2 separate regions of the Mus musculus genome follow, and region 1 is linked to region 2. A link is a contact called in public Hi-C data. All regions are on one chromosome and are shown on one strand. The core of a region is the stretch at or near the end of the contact, and the rest is flanking DNA. Distances in the headings are between cores, read along the strand shown.

Evidence for each region. Hi-C and Micro-C count contacts between places; a contact is called where the count stands out from the background.
Region 1: a Hi-C map of B cells shows a contact between it and region 2, with 5 read pairs. The contact joins the promoter of Mdc1 here to the promoter of H2-DMb2 in region 2. A contact is called at or near these places in 3 of 39 promoter capture datasets (cranial neural crest, embryonic stem cells and hippocampal neurons), 1 of 484 Hi-C or Micro-C datasets (B cells) and 1 of 115 datasets of contacts at active chromatin or transcription factors (pancreatic cancer cells).

What each region holds. Positions count from the first base shown.
Region 1 is chr17:35,840,105-35,842,804 of GRCm38.p6, forward strand. Mdc1 (mediator of DNA damage checkpoint 1) reads left to right here and starts at 1,394. Exons shown (of 16, transcript NM_001010833.2): 1 at 1,394-1,575.
Region 2 is chr17:34,143,884-34,146,583 of GRCm38.p6, forward strand. H2-DMb2 (histocompatibility 2, class II, locus Mb2) reads left to right here and starts at 1,366. Exons shown (of 6, transcript NM_010388.5): 1 at 1,366-1,587. The coding sequence starts at 1,533.

The sequences.
Region 1 (2,700 bases), core at 144-2,643, 1.7 Mb after region 2:
GTATCTAGAATGTAAGCAGTATCTAGAATGTAGTAAGCAGTATCTAGAATATAATCGTGTTGTACCAGTGAAAGGAAGGAGGATCCCTGTGAGTTCAAGGCTGACCTGCTAAGTTAGTTAGTTCGAGGTTAGCGGAGGCACATAGTGAGACCCTTCTTTGGCTTAAAGAAAATGAATCAAAGACATGCAATCAACATACAGCTCAAGTCATCTTTTAAATAAAAGAACATTTAACCGGGTAGTGGTGGTGTACACCTTTAATCCCAGCACTTGGGAGGCAGAGGCAGGCAGATTTCTGAGTTCGAGGCCAGCCTGGTCTACATAGTGAGTTCCAGGACAGCCAGGGCTACACAGAGAAACCCTGTCTCGAAAAACAAAAAACCAAAACAACAACAACAACAACAAAGAACATTTAAGTTACATCAATACTCCTTTATTCATTAAAAATATTTCAATTTTGGTTATGCCAACAATGAAAGCGATTATTGATTATTTCGTGCTACTTGAATTTGTCTCATTTACTTTAGGAACACGGATAAGTCATCCAACTTAAAGCTTCAAACGTCTGGCGATTTATTATGGACATATTGAAAAAACCAACGGGAAAGAACTATACAAGCCACTTTCCTGGAATACCTTCATGTTTTATTATAATGAAATAAATTATTTTATTATACTTTTCTCCTCTTTTGAAAGACGACGACAGACTTTGAGGTTTTAGCAAAACAGCTTGCTGTATTTAGGATCTTCCATTTAGGAAGATGACCTCAAAATGTCCGTCATTGGCCAGGCGTGGTGGCACACGCCTTTAATTCCAGCACTCGGGAGGCAGTGGCAGGCGGATTTCTGAGTTCGAGGCCAGCCTGGTCTACAAAGTGAGTTCCAGGACAGCCAGGGCTATACAGAGAAACCCTGTCTCGAAAAACCAAAAAAAAAAAAAAAAAAAAAAAGTCCGTCATTTTATACATTAATACGTACATACATAGATGTGGAAGAAAAGCAAGTAAACAGTCCAAATCAAACGGAAATAAAATCCCTCTGCAATAGGGAGTTCTAAAGTGCCACGCCTACAGGGTGTTTTCCAATCTGCAGCCTCCAGCCACGACTGCTGCCTGCAACCCCCCATTTCTCGTGAGTCAGCTGGCGCCATTTCTGGGATGACCGAGAAGGGCGCTCTGGCCTTGGAATGACTTCTATGATAGAGCCCTTCTAGCCGCCGCCGGTAACTGGCGCCAGACTCTCTGGTAGGCGTTTGGAAATCTGCGCGGGAAGTAGTCCGTGGATGACGTAGCGACGGAGGGTTGGCCTAGGGCACTACCCAATCACGGTGCGGGATTCTCAGGCCACACCCTCCTGATTAGCGTTTTCTTCAGCCTGTTTCCCGCCGGTAGCCGCACATTTGAGCTGTGAGGAGGTGAGGCAGGGGCGGGGCTTCCGACTTGAATCAATCGGCGCGCTTCCAGCAGTAAAAGACAGTTCCAGGAGCCAATCAGCCCACCGACTCTCTTCCGGGATTCGCACTCCCGCCACCTGGTAGCGGCCGTTACTGGTGGCGCGCGCGCGCGGATTCAGTCGGTGAGTTCGGCAGCCCGCGCCCGGGTTACCATCTTTGATTCCTCCTGAGGGCGGGAGGGGCGTGCCCTAGGTGTCACTGGGCTGAGGTAATTTGGGTTGCGGTTTTAGGTTTTTTTATGCTAATCCTTGCTTGGCGCCCTGGCCCGGGTGTAGGTTTGGTGACACGGAAACCTTAGGCCACGAGGGAACGAACTCCAGCGTAGGTACCAAAGATGGTTGCCCTTCACTTGGAGCAAAGGGTCGTAGGCGTCTGCTGGGTTGGCAGGACGGAGTTTACTTCTTGGGGTACACTACTTTTCCTTTCAGCGTTTTCCCCGTGTGTGACATCTTTATAGGTAAAATCCACCCATGCAGTTTTGAATTTCTGTCTCTAGTTTGTCTGTTAGTAACGCCGGCTATGTAGTTACCATGAGAGCAGGATTCATTTTGAGGATGCATGCCCAAATACTGACCGGTACCAGGTGTGCATAATTCCTGCAGAGTAAATAGGACGGACCCGAGTAGGGGAGGTGGGGATGTAGATACAGTTCCACCCGTACTGATCTGGAAAGAGATGTCAAAGACAGAAAGGGGGCCGGGCGGGCGTGGTGGGGCACGCCTTTAATCCCAGCTCTGGGGATGCAGAGGCAGGCAGATTTCTGAGTTGGAGGCCAGCCTGGTGGTCTACAGAGTGAGTTCCAGGACAACCAGGGCTACACAGAGAAACCCTGTCTCGAAAACAAGCAAACAAAGACAGAAAGGGTCTTGCCAAGGAGCTACTTTAATTCTGTGAACTTAGCAGCCACGAGAAAACGCTAGGAGTGATTTAGAGACGGTCCTTAACCCATCTATGTTGACGTTTCTCATCTGGGAAAAAAAAAAAAAAAAGAACAACCATACTTTTACAGGGTTCTTCTCAAGAACAAATGAATCAGTCAACCTAATGTGTTAAAACTGTTTAACATATAAACCCCTCTTTATATGTTAGCTTCTCTGGTTCTTTGCACTTCAAGCTGAAGTATGCTGATGAGAGTGTATAAACTGGGGGCTTTGTGACTCATTTCTATTTACATGCTGTGTTATTCTGAGCAAATCAATTTTTGGAGTTATTACTTCCCTGTCTCGTTTGGCTATTATGCCTGATAC
Region 2 (2,700 bases), core at 116-2,615:
TCAATGTAAGATTTCTATAGGCATAGAAGACACTATCAGTTTTGCAATTCACAGTCCAACAAAAGATGCACTTGCCATTTAAAATCTATCCTATTGTGTATGAGGCTCTGGGTTGAATTCTTAGCACAAAAAGAAAAGTGCACTAAGATTGGGGAGATGGCTAGGTTGGTAAACTGCTTGCTGCACAATTGGGAGTATCTGAGTTCAATCCCCAGGACCCACATTAAAACAAAAACATACAATACAAACAAAACAAAACGCCACAAAAAAGCCTGACATGTCTGTGCACAGCTGTGGTTCCATTGCTGCAGAGGCAGAGGCAGAGGCAGGTGTGTCCCCGGGCTTCCGGCTAGCTAGCCCAGCCTACCTGGCCAGCTCCAGGTCATCAAGAGACCCTGTCTCAAAAAACAACAACCAATAAGGTGGAAGGTGTTCCTGTGGCCTCTGCACACATTTGCACATAGGTGCATGCATGCTGTATACACACAAGCACCCACACACAGGAACACCTGTGCACATGTGCAAACACACTCAAGTGTCACCAGTAGATAATGTCCTTTCCAGGAGAATAGTAGGGGCACCACATCTCTACTATAGCATCTTCCTAATCCAGAGGTCAGCTCAACAGAGCGGAGCATGGGGCAGGGCACACTCAGGGAAGCAGAGACTCTGGAGGGGAAGACGCTTGAGCTTGGGCCTGAGGTCAGCTTTTGACCAAGAGCTTCAGTAGAACTGCCCCAGAGATGCGCGAGTGCAGGAAGATAGGGCGTCCTGGCTCCCAAAGCAGCTCCTACAGCCTAGGAGGAACGGAGGCTTGGTAAGCAGCCCAGGAGGGAATGGGGTTTCCAGGCTGGCCCCTGCTCTCTAAGGTTGGATTGCTTTCTGTCGTCCAGTCCTGCTCTGACACAAGGCAACTGTGTACACTATCTGTACCTCCTTCCTTCCCTACAGTCTTGCCTCTGCCACCTGTGTCCTCCTGAGTGACAGGACAGACCAGGGGTGTATGTACTATCTCCTAGGCAACGTCCCTTTCAGAGAGGAAGAAAGTTGTCTAGAAGTTTTTTGTTTTTTTGTTTTTTCTTTTTCTTTTTTCTTTTGGAAGTGTGTGAGATGAGAAAGTCAACCCAGGGGCAGGCCAGGGTTGTATTTCCTGGAAATGCTTCAGCGATCACCCCCAGGGACCTCAGGAAACCACCTAGAAGGTCCTGTTCTTAAAGCACAGGGCACAATGAGGTTTACCTATTAACCGATGATGCTAGGCTAAGTCACTTAGTGATTGGACTGACTTAACTACCCAGCTAATCTGACCACTCCCTTTAGGACCCCAGATTTGGTTGAGTGAGTGGGTACAAAGGAGGGGCTGAGTGACTCGGGGCCACATAGGCAGCAAGGAGCAAGGGGCCTGAGCAAGAGGTACCATATTTACCTCAGTGTGTGAAGATCATTTGCCCAGGCTGGGGCAGGAGAGAACCTGAGGCCCTTGCAGGAGGTGCCCAGGGGCCTGGCCTTCCTGCACCTTCAGAGAGTGGAACATGGCTGCACTCTGGCTGCTGCTGCTGGTCCTCAGTCTGCACTGTATGGGGGCAGGTAAGATAACCTCCTGAACCTTCTCTCTCCTGCTCCTGTTTGGGTAAAACATGTTCATTTTTGCTAGCTAACAGGTCTGAGTGCCCCAGAGTAGCCAGTCTCCAGACTATGGCATTCCTCCAGCCCTGTGCACTGTATTTTACAGCAATTTTAATAATGAGCCATTCTCATAGACTGTGTGAAGGATGTCCCTGTGGGGACGTAGGTTAGGACTGGGTACTGCTGGGTCCTGGTTCCTAACATGGTGCCTGGCATGACATAAGTGTTCTGTGGTATCAAAGTCAAGAATATTTCCAGCACAGAGCAAGACTGACTACTTCTTGACTCTGTTTCTTTCTCTCCTGTCCCCTTCCCTCCTCCTGTTGGTCTGTTTGTCTGTCTGTCTATCTATCTGTCTGACTGTAGTCTGTCTGTTTCTTTCTCATTGGAGACAGTCACGCTCTATAGCCAGACTTGCCTTAAACTCATGGCAATCCTCCTGCCTCAGTGCTGGGATCACAAGTATGCCAACCACATTACTCTATGTCCCTGTCAATAGTGAGGTGCTCTGCAGGTCTGTTTTGGGGTAGACAGCCATGCATGCCACACAGGAATCTTGGGTTGTCCTCCCTTGTCATCCAGTCTCACATACAGAAGCGCTAATTGTTTTCAGCCTTGTGCACATGAGCCTCAAGCTCGTCCCAAACCTATGCCCTGCCAGATGTGGAAGTCTATCACACCATATGATTTTGGTAGAAGAGTGGAATTAGCTTGAAAATGCCTTTTCTGAGTTTTGTTTGGTTGGCTGTTGTTAGGAAAGCCGGGTATACTAAGTTATTTAAATTTGTTACCTTAAGACCTTAGACCACTGCAGGTGGAAAGCAACAGCCTGATTTAGTGTCAGAGCCTTGGGGAGGTGGCTCAGCAATGAAGAGAACTGGGTGACTCTGCTGAGGACCCAGGTTCAATTCCCAGCACTCACATCAAGCACAAGAGGGAAGCCCCAGGATTACCGCGACTTCTGCCCAGCTTGGCTGAGTTAGAGCCCCTTGGCTTGGAAAATGGAGAAGGCACAGCGTCTGTGCAAATAGACCGTTATTGTTCATTTACTGCAAGAGTTTAAAAACATTTCTC